Regions from separate parts of the Mus musculus genome. Here region 1 is linked to region 2. The links are chromatin contacts, called in public HiChIP or PLAC-seq maps. All regions are on one chromosome and are shown on one strand. The core of a region is the stretch at or near the end of the contact, and the rest is flanking DNA. Distances in the headings are between cores, read along the strand shown.

What was found. HiChIP or PLAC-seq counts read pairs in DNA pulled down with a chosen protein or histone mark.
Region 1: a contact with region 2 is called in a FOXA1 HiChIP or PLAC-seq map of pancreatic cancer cells. The contact joins two enhancer-like sites. A contact is called at or near these places in 2 of 39 promoter capture datasets (liver and stem cell-derived epiblast-like cells), 2 of 484 Hi-C or Micro-C datasets (CD8 T cells and embryonic stem cells), 1 of 115 datasets of contacts at active chromatin or transcription factors (pancreatic cancer cells) and 1 of 9 other capture datasets (pancreatic islet).

What each region holds. Positions count from the first base shown.
Region 1 is chr7:28,835,714-28,842,408 of GRCm38.p6, reverse strand. It overlaps Lgals4 (lectin, galactose binding, soluble 4), which reads right to left. Exons shown (of 10, transcript NM_010706.2): 3 at 6,378-6,582; 4 at 4,653-4,793; 5 at 2,115-2,147; 6 at 1,957-1,995; 7 at 1,799-1,828; 8 at 1,457-1,545; 9 at 1,102-1,264; 10 at 706-922. The coding sequence ends at 776. Among named protein-coding and RNA genes, the nearest start is that of Lgals4, 5.3 kb to the right of the region's middle. Within about 2 kb of position 4,373, at least 48 of the 459 cell types and tissues checked have an H3K27ac peak or open chromatin away from gene starts, as enhancers often do. A contact at or near this core is called in pancreatic cancer cells, where this site is marked.
Region 2 is chr7:28,617,601-28,624,113 of GRCm38.p6, reverse strand. The region is part of intron 2 of Acp7 (acid phosphatase 7, tartrate resistant); the gene reads left to right. Among named protein-coding and RNA genes, the nearest start is that of Acp7, 10 kb to the left of the region's middle. Within about 2 kb of position 4,758, at least 23 of the 459 cell types and tissues checked have an H3K27ac peak or open chromatin away from gene starts, as enhancers often do. A contact at or near this core is called in pancreatic cancer cells, where this site is marked.

The DNA of each region.
Region 1 (6,695 bases), core at 3,124-5,623, 220 kb before region 2:
GTCTCAAAGGTCAGTCTGTCTCAAAGGTGTGTGTTTGGTTTGTTTTTTGAGACAGGCAATTTGCTGTTCTTCTTCACTCTTTCTTCCTCTCTCCTTTCCCCCGTTCCTTTCCTCCCTTCATTTCTATAACAGGGTCTCATGTAGCTCAGGCTAGCCCCTAACACATGTAACTAAGGATAATCATGAACTTGACTTACCCAGTGGGGCTTAAAAGGTGCCACACTCAGGTTTTAATTTATTGTTCCTTCTGCCCCCCCCCCCACCCATCCTGCCTGTTTCCTCATCTGTTAAGGATAAAATATAGCAGTAATTTTTTTTTTTTTTTTTTTTTGGTTTTTTCGAGACAGGGTTTCTCTGTGTAGCCCTGGCTGTCCTGGAACTCACTCTGTAGACCAGGCTGGCCTCGAACTCAGAAATCTGCCTCTGCTTCTGCCTCTGCCTCTGCCTCCCAAGTGCTGGGATTAAAGGCGTGCACCACCATGCCCGGTTTATAGCAGTAATTCTTAACTCTTAACTCTTGCAGTTTGGTATGAGGAGTAAATGGTCTGATTTACATAAAGCCAGGGTGTGGAGCACACCTTGGTTTATTGTAGTGGGTGGGAAGAGAGGCACAGGTCTCCAAGAACAGTGCAAGATGGAGCCAGGGCCACAGGAGACATGGGAGAGGCGAATGAATCACACACACACACACACACACACACAAGACTCCTTCAACATTTTATTAGGAGCTTAGATGGAACTCGGGGATCTTTCTGCTTCCTTCCCCAGGAGGAGCTCAGATCTGGACGTAGGACAAGGTGATGTCACCATTGATCTCCAGCGTGTCTACCATTTGGAATGCTTGGAACCGATGGGAGAAGTCGAAAAGGTGCTGGCCATTGGCAAACACCTTGAATCGATCCATGCCGCAGCGGATTGACAGCTGTTGGGGAGAGGAGAGGGGAGGAGAGGGAGGGGAGGGGAGGGGAGGGGAGGGGAGGGGAGGGGAGGGGAGGGGAGGGGAGGGGAGGAGAGAGGAGAGGAGGAGAGGAGGAGAGAGGAGAGGTGAGGTCTAGCAGTACTGGGATCTGTGGGAGGCAGGAAGGGGCTCCCCAGACTCACATCAAAGAACTGCCCAGGGCCAAATGGGTTGTAGGCCACCTTCCTCTCTTCAGCGCCCCAAGAGCCATTCATAAAGCTGTTGCGAACCACACTGTCACCTATGCGGGGGTTTAGGTGTAAAGCTATGTCTCCGGACGATCCCACCTTGAAGTTGATGACAAAGCTGAAGACAAATAAAGTGTCAAATGGGGTTCAGTGTCTGAGGCTCCAAGAGAAGAAAACTAGGACCTCAACCCCTGGGTCTGAGAGGAAGGCTGAGGCTGGGCCCCTCGGTGTGAGAGGAAGGCTGAGGCTGGGCCCCTCGGTGTGAGAGGAAGGCTGAGGCTGAGCCCCTCGGTGTGAGGAGAGTGCTTACTTCCTGGCTGTAGGAAGTACATATCCCTTGATTATGATGGTTCTTCGGACTGTAAGGCCCCCCTGCAGAGCCCCCACATATGGCACACGCTGTAGAAAAAGAAAATGGGGTCCCATTCAGTCTCTGATGAGGAAACCCAGACACAAGAGCACATTTTCACAGAGAGGCAGCATTTTGCTTGTGAATTGTCCCCAATCATGTCTTCTCCCGAGTCCTGACCACCGGCTGCATCTTCTCCCACCCTCAAAACCGTCAACCCACATATAGTCCACCCTTTCTGGGCTCCCAGCATTCTCTGCCTCCTTTGACTTGCTCCTTTGACTAGCCCCTGGGACACCATACCGGATTGAAGACTGGGGGTCCTGTCATGACCTGCGAAGAAAGAAAGGGATTCTACTGTGTAAGATTTGACAAATACCTTATCCAACATGTCTTCATCCCTTTCCCAACTCCAAATTGTCCTCATCCCTCCATGAGCCCACCATGCGCCTCCCACTTACAGGCAAGGTGTTCATCTGTGGAGGGTTGTACCCAGGACTCTGGAATAGATAGACAGAAGGGAAGAAAGATGAAGGAATGCGGCGTCCTTTGTCCCCAAGCTTCCCTTACCATTACTCCAACTCTGTGGGAAACTGCCCACAGCCTAGCAGATACTTACCCCAGCAGGGTAAGCTGGAATAGTCATGGCTCCCTGTGGGTACAGAGAGGAAAGGAGGTCATGGCTGGGATCATAATTCTAGACTGGCAAGTGTTGAGGAGAATCCCTGGGCACCCCATTAGGTACATGGTCTACAGCCCCTGCTGTATTTTGGGATGGCCAGAGGCTCTGTGTCTTTAGGACAACTCCTGGTAAATTCTCTTCTTTGTTCCCTGCTCCACAACCGTGGGTCGATCCCTTCTGTCCTGGGATCCTCGTCCACCCCTCGTCTCCCCTTAGCCTAGGATCAGTCTGGAAAGTGGAATTCAGGAGGTAAATCTGGGCCTTGGTACTTCTTTCTAGGCCCATGATGACCAAAGTCCTGTCACCTATGCTTCACATACCCAACCCTAGAGCAAGCTGGAGTCGTGGGAGTCACAGAGATCCTGTTTAGCAGGCCCTCTGCTGTCTTCGCGGTTCAGCCTCTCTCGGAGCCACAGCTCTGTACATATGACCTGGACCCTGTCTGGACCCTTTCCCTCCTCCTCTTCCTCCTCTTCCTCCTCTTCCTCCACCTCCTCCTTCTCTTTTTTTCGTTGTTGTGGGTTTGTTTGTTTGTTCAGTTGGTTGGTTTGGTTTGGCTTTTTTGAGTCAGGGTTTCTCAGTATAGCTCTGGCCATCCTAGAACTCACTTTGTAGACCAAGGCATCCTCGAACTCAGAGATCCACCTGCCTCCACCTTCAGAGTGCTGGGATTAAATGGTGTGCCACCACCGCAGGCTCATCATCCTCATTTTTACTGTCTCTGTTTTCTCCTCCTTTTAATTAACTCCTATTCTGAAAGTTCTTCAAATCAATCAATCAATTCATTTCTCTGTCTCCATCCCCCCACAGTCCCCTTCCCAAAACACAAACACCAGGGTGTTGATCTGTGGCCCAGGCTGGTCTCCTTGCAGTGAACATTCTGCCTCAGCCTCCTGATGCTGGGATCACAGGCAGTAGTCACCATGCTGGGCTGGACTCCATATTTGGCATCAGCGCTCCCCCACCCCTACCCCACCCCCATGACAGTGTGTCTGTAACTTGTTCCGTCTCCCCTTCAGGTGATAAACTCCCCATTTTGATCCATCGACTTGTTGAAGAGCAGGCTGATCATTTTTTATTTTTAAAATATTTATTTACTAAATTTTCATGTATGTGCCTAAGTACACATCTGTGACCCCTGTGGGGGTCAGAGGAGGGCTCAGAGTCCCCGGAACTGGACTTACAAATGACTATGCACTTGGGAGCTGGCAACTGGACCTAGGTCCTTCTGGTTTATTCAAGACAGGGTCTCACTATTTAGGTCTGGCTGTTCTGGCACTCCCTATGCAGACTAGGCTGGCATTGAACTCACAGAGATCCACTTGCCTCTAGTTCTCCAGCACTGGGATCCGAGGTGTGTGCCTAATGGTTACACCTGCTCTTTACTGCCATCTCCAGCCCCCAGGCTGAGAGTTTCAACTTTCAGGCTTTTGTTGGTTAGTTGATTGGCATTAAAGAAACTGGGGAACTCATCCCTCACGCTACGTTAGCTTACTGTAGCTGAGCCAGGCTCCTAGCAGCTCACTGGGGCACTGTAGGCAGATGCCCACCCTACCATTAAGCAAGCTTCAGCTTGCGACATTGGGAATTGGCGTGCTGGTTTATTGCAGTGGGTGTGTGTCAGAGGCTCTGCAGGCTGCGTGCCTGGGTGTGGACCTTCTAGGACACTGGGTCCTATGTTTTCTTGACATTCAGATCTAGCTCTCCTGGCCAATTTCCAAGGCGATTGCATCCTATTGCCCTCTGAGCAGCCATCTGGTAGCCATGCTAGCTGATTCGAATGCCTGCCCTGCCCGCAGGTCATGTGATACCGTGTTACACCTTTTCCTTTACAACCGGATGGGGACCCAGTGGCAAGTCACCATGGCTTCGAGTTGCCCCAGTGACCAATGTATTAAGCAATCTGTCCTGAATTCGTTTACTCTTTATCTGCTTGTCTTTTCTTTTTCTTTTTCTTTTTTTTTTTAAGATTTATTTATTATATGTAAGTACATTGTAGCTATCTTCAGATACACCAGAAGAAGGTGTCAGATCTCATTACGGGTGGTTGTGAGCCACCATGTGGTTGCTGAGATTTGAACTCCAGACCTTTGGAAGAGCAGTCAGTGCTCTTACCGGTTGAGCCATCTTGCTAGCCCCTGCTTGTCTTTTCTTATCTCACTTTCTGACTCTAATTACACACCTCTTCCTGCTCCTGGAAGCCCTTTGGACTGAGTCAGCTCCTTCCTTTGGGTGTTCAGAACACCTTGTTAACCCTTTCCCTGAGCCTAACCCTCTGCCTGAACCTCCTTATCTAGACTCTGACCATCTCTCTGCCTGCACACACCCCCACCGGTCACTGTCTATCTTTCTGGTGGACTGTCTTGGTCACCACAGGGTCCCTGGACCCATTCCTTAAAGGGACCAGGAGTGGAAACAGAGACGGTGGCCAATGTGCGAACAGGTCAAAGAGACAAATGAAGAGACGTTCCATACCGGATATGGGGCTGCAGCTGGTTGGCCTCCGAGGAAGTTGATGGACTGAAGTTCCAGGTCCCCATCCACTTGCAGATGGGTGACCATCTGTACAGGTAACCGGTGCCCGTATTCATAGAAGGAATTTCCGTTCACCACGACCTGGGGGACAGAGACAAGGTGTCAGACATCAGCAGCCGCAGCTGGCAAGCAAATGTGAGGAAATGGGAATGGGATTGGATTTATTTATTTAGTGCATGAGCGAGGGCACGTGTGTGCATATATGTGCAGGTGCACATGTGTGCACATTTATGTGGAGGCCAAAGGTCAGCTGTGAGTGTTGGGCCTCAGTACCTGTCTGCCTTGGTTTTTTGAATTGGGTCTCTCGCAGTAGACTAGGCTGGCTGGCTCCTGTCCCTGCTCCCCTGAGCTTGGATTATAGGCATGGCCCAGCATGGCTCAGCACTCCAGTTCATTATGTAGATGGCAAGGATAGAGCCCAAGCTCACAGCCAGCGCTTTACTGACTGACCCAGCCCTAAGGGATCTTTTTGATTTGAAGTCCAATGTATTTGTTGAGTTCTAGGAGCGCCTCGCCAGCAGGAATTTTGGGACTCAGGGACCAGAGGTCAAACTGAAGTACAAAGTCAACTCACAGTGGAGGGAGAGAAAGAATCAGGCCCGAGGGTTTGTATTGGCACAAAAGAACTTGGCTTGTAAGGTCTGGTTCTGGCATGGCCCTGGCTGTGTGACCTCGGGTAAGTTACTTTACCTTTCTGAACTTTTATTTAAAACCTTCCAGAATGGGAGTTGCTCATATCTGAGTTTGTCAAGAGGATGGCAACCAAGCCAGGCAAGGCAGAGGCTTACGGCAGACTGGAAGCAGCCTGCTGGACTTGGTGTCACCCTCCGTCTGATCATCGATCTATGTGACAGACATGGATCCGGAGCCAGTCCTAGAGGACTGAGGACTTCCTGTATGCTAAGTGCTGGGTCTGGTGACATCAATGTGCCACACTCAAGCTGGATATGGTGTACACACCTGCAGTTTCAGCACTCAGAAGGCTGAGGCAGGAGACTACCAAAGCCTCAGGACAGTTTGGGCAAAGAAGTGAAATCTTAAATTAAAAGTTCCAAAAAAAAAAAAAAAAAAAAAAAAAAGACTGGAAGTTTGGCAAGATGGCTCAGCAGCTAGAGGCTCTCTGCGCTGAGTCTGACAACTGGAATTAGATCCTAGCATCCCCCCATAAAAAGTCAGGAGAGCCAGGCGAGCCTTTAATCCCAGCACTAATGAGGCAGAGAGGCAGGTAGAGCTCTGTGAGTTCGAGGCCAGTCTGTTCTATATAGTGAGTTCCAGGAGAGCTGGGCCTATATAGAGCATATATAAAGAATATAAAGAGAATATATAAAGAATATTAAAAAAATTAAAAGAGAGCTAGGGCTGTGGCTTTGTTATAGAGAGGGCACTTTGCATCTGCCCAGTATGCCCAAGGCTTCTGTCCACCAGGGTGGATGTCAGGGAGGGCAAGAGAGAAAGAGGGTTATAGGACAGTGGGGAGGCTGCAGGGAGGGAGGGCTGCAGACAGGGAGGGCTTCAAGCAGAGAAGGAGGGCTACAGGCAGGGAGGGGGCTGCAGGGAGGGAGGGGGCTTCTGGGGAGGGAGGGTTGCAGACAGGGAGGGCTTCAAGCAGGGAAGGAGGGCTACAGGCAGGGAGGGGGCTGCAGGGAGGGAAGGAGAGGCCCCCACCTTGTAGTGCTCAGGCATGACCATGAACACCAGCTCGAAGTGCTTGCCCTTCTGGAAAGGCATGCTCTTCTTCTTCTCTTCCTTGCCCCATTGTCCACTTTGCATCGTGTTGAAGACCACCTTGTCCCAGCCATCAAAGCGGGGATTGAAGTGGAAAGCAACATCCGCCCCATCATCCTGCCCCACAGCGAAGTTCACGTGGAACCTGGTGGGATGTAAGGCATGGTTCACAGTGCTGCCCGCCTGTGCATGGGGCCTGGTGGGATGTGAGTTATGGTTCACAGTGCTGCCCGCCTGTGCATGGGGCCTTCAGTAAGG
Region 2 (6,513 bases), core at 3,509-6,008:
TCCAGGCCTCTGACATCTTTTTACTGTTGTTGGTTTGGAGACAGAGTCTCATGCAGTTCAGACTGGCCTTAAACTCTCTGTGTGCAGCCAAGAAAGGTAACATTTTTTTAAAAGATTTATTTACTATATGTAAGTACACTGTAGCTGTCTTCAGACACACCAGAAGAGCGAGTCAGATCTCATTACGGATGGTTGTGAGCCACCATGTGGTTGCTGGGATTTGAACCCAGGACCTTCGGAAGAGCAGTCAGTGCTCTTAACCACTGAGCCATCTCTCCAGCCCCAAAAGGTAACATCTTAAACAACAATGGTAGGATTATTTAAAATTGAGGAGGCTGGAGAGATGGTTTAGTGGCTAAGAGCACTGGCTGTTCTTTCAGAGAACCTGGGCTCAGTTCTCAACACTCACATACTGGCTCACAACCATCTTTAACTCCAGGTCTAGGGGATCCAGTGCCCTCTTCTGACCTCCGTGAGGTATCGGGCATGCATGTGGAACACAGGCAAACACACATGCAAACACTGATACAGATACAGATACACAAGGTAAACCTAAAAAAGAAAAATGTTAATTGATAATCAACGGCTAAGCTATAGCCCCGTTGGTGGATTGATAATCATCAGCTAAGCTATAGCCCCGTTGGTGGAACACTTGCTCAACCTATGTAGAGCCCAGAGCCCAAACAAAAGAAAAGATGGTGCCAGGCACTGTCATGTACACCCAAGCAATCCCAGCTACTCTGACACTGAGGCAGGAGACTTGCTAAACTCTCTGTGCATGAGATCAGATTAGCTTCAAAGAAACCCATGTAAAAACCAAAGGAAAACCAGGAATGGTGACACTGTGAATTCCAGGCCACCCAAGGATACTGAGTAAGACCCTAACCCTGGCAAAACAAGGCAAACACTGAAGGCGAGGAATGGACACATAGGACAATTCTGGTTAAACCTCAGGCCTCACTCAAATGTCCCCAAAGTCACCAGTAAGTTTAGTCACAACCCAGGATTTCATCTTGGGACAGTGCCTTCTCCATCTCCCGCTGTTGCTTTGACTGGATTCATAATCCAGGTTGGCCTCAAACAAGAAATCCTCCTGCCTCAGTTTCCTGAGTGCCAGGGCTGCAAGGCCACACACACCATCACACCCAGCACTTAAGATTTTTTTCTTTTTGTGGCTTCTGTGTTTTCTGAGTATTAGTCAGTTATTTTGTAAAATATCGCTGCTTTAGGTCTCTTTGCTATTGTTTCAAGGTTAGTACTAAGGTTGTGTTTGGGGCAGGAAGATTGTGGCTGTGTCTTTGTGTCCCTCTCTCTCCCCAAATGTGGTACCAGAGGGTCTGTGGTGTAGACTTGCCCATTGCTGCTGCTGGTGATACAGACCCTGATTCATTGGCTGCTTAAGCCGATGCCTGCTGGGTCTATCCACTGTGAATCCTTTATTTGTTCCTTTGTAGCTAATGAATAGCTTGGGGAGAGATTGCTCAAGAAGATGCAAGTCCTGTTTCTCCACAAATTTTCACCCACTAGTTTTAGCGTCCATCAGAGGCTCCTGCCTGCAGTAATTCTTAGTGTTGTGCCGGCCTAATTGGGACTTTTTAATTTTTTATTCCCTCTTTCCATATATATGTATGATTAAAGAGGAAACTATATCTCCAACATGCTAGCCAAGGGCCGCACTGTTGAGCCATGGCCCCACCTCCTCACTGGGGGATTCTAGGCAGGGGCTCTACCACTGAGCCATGCCCCCAGCCCCTCACTGGAAGATTCTAGGCAGGGCTCTACCACTGAGCCACGCCCCCAGCACCTTACTGGGGGATTCTAGGCAGGGGCTCTACCACTAAGCCACGCCCCCAGCCTCTCACAGGGGGATTCTAGGCAGGGGCTCTACCACTGAACCATGTCCCCAACCCCTCACTGGGGGATTCTAGGCAGAGGCTCTACCAATGAGCCACGCCCCCAGCCCCTTACTGGGGGATTCTAGGCAGGGCTCTACCACTGAGCCATGACTCCAGCTGTTCCTTTCTATCTAATTGAAATTTTAGTGTTAGGAAGAGCTGTCCCTCCCTCCTGCCTACTTCATTCATTCTTTTAGACAATGATTTCTTTCCACCACAGATTTATGAATATTTCTTTAATTCTCCAGGTGAAAATCTAGTACTATCATTGCTTATTGCTGTTCACAATGCCCCAGATTTGGTCTCTTGGAATTTGTTGCATTGGCTTGGGGTGTGTGAGTGCTGCAGATATCAGTGGTAGAACAATCTCTTAGTATATCTGACACTGTGAGTTCCCCCAGTGCCTGAAAAGAAAACTCCTTCCTACATCACTTGGAGGAGTACAGTTGCGTAGCTGACTGCACTTCCATAGCCTGTTGTCATCAGCTTCACGAATCCGTTAGGAAGCTGTTTCTGTGCAATTTTCTTTCCAACTCTCTGCAGTGTGTTGATGTTGTTTGTAGCCATATGCATGTATTCTCTTAAATTTTATTGTATTTAGGAGTATGCGTGCAAGAGAGGGAGAGAGGGAGAGAGAGAGAGAGGGAGAGAGAAAGAGAGAGAGAGAGAATATGAATATAATATAATATAATCCTGGACATTAGATGAATACTAAAAGATCACCTGGAGATGTGTCCTCTCTCACTGTTGTGCTAAATCCAATCCCCCATCCTCACCCCCCCCACCTTCCTGAACGCCATCTTTTTAGCTCCTGAGATGTCCTTTCTGTATTCCCTTAGTAGGTGTGAGCAGTGGCCTTCATAGCTCTATATCCCCATATGACTTTATGTTTTATGTCTCTGACACTCACTTCGTAGTCTAGGCTGATCTCAGACTTGTGAGCCTCCTGTATCAGCTTCCCAAGTGGAGGGCTTACAAGTGTGCACCACCATGCCCAGCTCATATATCTCTCTCCTCCTTCCCTCCCTCTCTCTCTCCTTCCATTTCTTCCTTCTCCCTCCTTCCTTTCCCCTCTCTCTCCCTCCTTCTCTCCCTCCCTTCCTTCCTCCCTTCTTCCTCCTCTCCCTCTCTATCCCCTTCCCTTCCTCTCTCCTTCCTTTCTTCTCTCCTTCACTCACTTCCCCCTTCCCCTTCTTCCTCTCTCCCTCCCTTTCTTTTTCCCTCTCTCCTTCTCTCCCTCTTGCCTCCCTCCCTTTCCCCCTCCTTTTCTCTCTCCCTCCCCACTCCCACCTCCTTCCTCTTTTGATTTTGTCAGGGTTCTCCCTAACTTGCTTGGGCTGTCCTCATCCCAGCCATCCTCCCAAGCCCTGGCCTACAGATGGGCTCCACTTCAGCAATTTCAGATTCCTGGTAGCCGAATCTGTGTCCTTAATGTCACAGACTCACTTGGTATTTTCACTATGGTTATTCCATTTGGTGTTTGGAGATAGCTGACTTGGAACTCACTGTGTGGCCTAGCCTGGCTTTGAACTTACAGAATTACAGGCCTCCTCCCCACCCTAGCTCTTCGTGGTATTTTGTTTGTTTATTGCTCGTGGAGGGCAGAGGACAGACTGCAAGAGTTGATCTCTCTCCTTCCACCATGGGTTCCCAGGATTGAACTCAAGCGCTTAGACTTCACGGCAAGCGTTTTTGACCAACTGAGCTTTATAGGGTTTCTCTGTGTAAGCCTGGCTGTCCTGGAGCTCACTCTGTAGACCAGGCTGGCCTTGAATTCACAGAGCTCCTCCTGCCTCTGCCCCAGGAGTGCTGGGATTAAAGGTGTGTGCCAACCTGGCCCGGCCTGATGGTGTTGCATCATTCTTTTTTTTTTTTTTTTTTTTTTTTAAAGAATTATTTATTTACTTTTTGTGACTACACTATAGCTGTATTCCAACACACCAGAAGAGGGCATCAGATCTCATTATGGATGGTTGTGAGCTATAATGTGGTTGCTGGGAATTGAACTCAGGACCTCTGAAAGAGCAGTCAGTGCTCTTAACCTCTGAGCCATCTCTCCAGCCCCTATGTAGCTTGATTCTTGATTTGAGAATCTGAATTACATAGTCCCTTCTTAGTCTTAAGAATTTTGTTGTTGTTTGTTTGTTTGTTTGTTTTTCGATACAGGTTTTCTCTGTATAGCTCTGGCTGTCCTGGAACTCACTCTGTAGACCAGGCTGACCTCGAACTCGGAAATCTGCCTGCCTCTGCCTCCGGAGTGCTGGGATTAAAGGCGTGCACCACCACTGCCTGGCTAAGAGTTCTCTTTCTTTTTAATAAAATCTATGTTTGTAGAGAAACCAGGTGTGATGGTATGTACCTTTAATCTAGCACAGAGAGGACAAGGACAGACAGATTTTAAATTTAAGTCCAGCCTGGTCTACCTAGCAAGTTTGTGGGAAGATTTGCTGTAGAGCCAGGAATGGTGACTGACTGCTGTTACCCCAGGGGAGGCAGCCTGAATGGCAGTTCGAGGACATTCTGGACAGCATAACGATTGCCAAGCTAACCTGGGGTGCAGTAGGAGACCCTGTCCCTCGTTGCAGACAGAGTGAATTTCACCATTTCCTCCTGTCCTATAGCTGCCCTTTGCCCTCCACTGTTTAATTGCCTCCAGATCCCTGTCTGGAACGCTCAGATGATATCATGAGTGTGCAATGTTGGCTGCAGGCTAGCACACAGAAAAGAAGAAAACAGAGACATTGACTCAGCCCATAAACCTCATTGTGTCGGACATTGTTGCGTGTTCTTTGCCTAAGGTTGTCTCTCCTAGTCACCAAAGGTGGCTGCCAGGGCATTCTCAGAATGCCAAACCTAAGAAGCTCCAGTCACCTCCACACAAAGGCACAAGACCGTAATAGTGTTTGCACAGAACCCCAGGCACACTCTAAGTCACCTTTGATGACTCAGTGCTCAACACAGTGGACTGGAAAGTAGATATTGCACTGTGACGCTCCTTTGTTTGTTTTGTCTTAATTTTAATTAGTTTATATTAATCATACATCAAAGCTTCATAGTGACGTGTTGTTTTTTTCTTTTCCTCTCTTTTTATTAATTTATTTTGTTGTGTGTGTTTGTGTGTGTTTGAGATTTATTTATTTATTTTATGTATGTGAGTGCACTGTTGCTGTCTTCAGACACATCAGAAGAGGGCATCGAAACCCATTTTAGATGGCTGTGAGCCACCATGTGGTTGCTGGGAATTGAACTCAGGACCTCTGGAAGAGCAGTCAGTGCTCTTAACCATTGAGCCATCTCTCCAGCCCCTACTTTGGTAGCTCTGGCTGTTCTGCAACTTGATCATAGGTCAGATTCGCCTTAAACTCAGATCCAGCTGCCTGTGCCTCCCGAGTGCTGAGAGTAAAGGCGTGTGTGTGCTCACAAGGCCATTCCACGCATGTATGGATGCATTTGGATCGCATTCACCCAGCACTCGCCCTCTCCTGCTCTATCCCCACCTGCAGGGGTCCCCTTCCTCTTCCAGCTAGTCTTTCTCCTACCTTTATGTCTTTTGGGCATTTGTGTGTGCATGCACATGTGTGTGTGTGTGTGTATGTATGTATGTGAGCATGTTTGTGCACATGTGTGCATGTGTGTGCATATGTGTGTGTGTCAGACCCGATGAGTTTCTTCAGGGTTGTTCACAGAAGCACGGGTGAAGGCTTGTTTGCAGGAGTATGAGAAGAATATAGATCCTGAAGGAAGGAAGGGCTTAGCCTAAGTGTGAGGTCCTCTCTCCTCCATGTTTGATTTTTTTTCTTTTCTTTTTTTCTTTTTAATTTTAAACAGAGCCTTCCTATGGAGCCCAGGTTAGCTCAGAATTTGTTATGTAGTCAAGGCTGGCCTAGAAATTCCAATTCTCCTGCCTCAGTCTCCTGAGTACTGTTATATGATGCTGAGTTTGCACCGAGAGCTTCATGGATGCTGGGCAGGTCCTCTACACACAGAGACGCGTCCCAGGCCCGCTCCTGAATATTGTTTTTATCATTTTATTTCACGTGTATGGGTGTTTTGCCTGCATATATGTCTATGAACTATGTACACGTCAGATGCCCTCAGAGACCAGAAAAGAGCATTATATCCCTAGGGACTGGAATTACAGACAGTTGTGAGCTGCCATGGGAACTGAACTCAGGTCCCCTGAAAGAGCAGCCAGCACTCTTTTTAAAGATTTATTTATTTATTATACATGTAACTACACCACTGGAGCTGTCTTCAGACACATCAGAAGAGGGCATCTGATCTCATTACAGATGGTTGTGAGCCACCAAGTGGGTGCTGGGTTTTGAACTCAGGACCTTCGGAAGAGCAGTCAGTGCTCTTAACCACCAAGCCATCTCTCCAACCCCCCGAATATTTTTATAAATTCATGTATTAGCTTGTTCGCGTGGGAGGGAGGCACACCCATGCCACAGTGCACATGTGGCAGTCAAAGGCCTTTGTTTTTAGACAAGGTCTCACTATGGAGCTCCGGAGGGCCTGCAGTTCCCCATGGAGACCAGACTGGCATTAAGCCACAGAAATCTGCCTTCCTCTTTGAGGATAAAAAGTTGCCCAGCTGATAGGACTACTTTTGGAG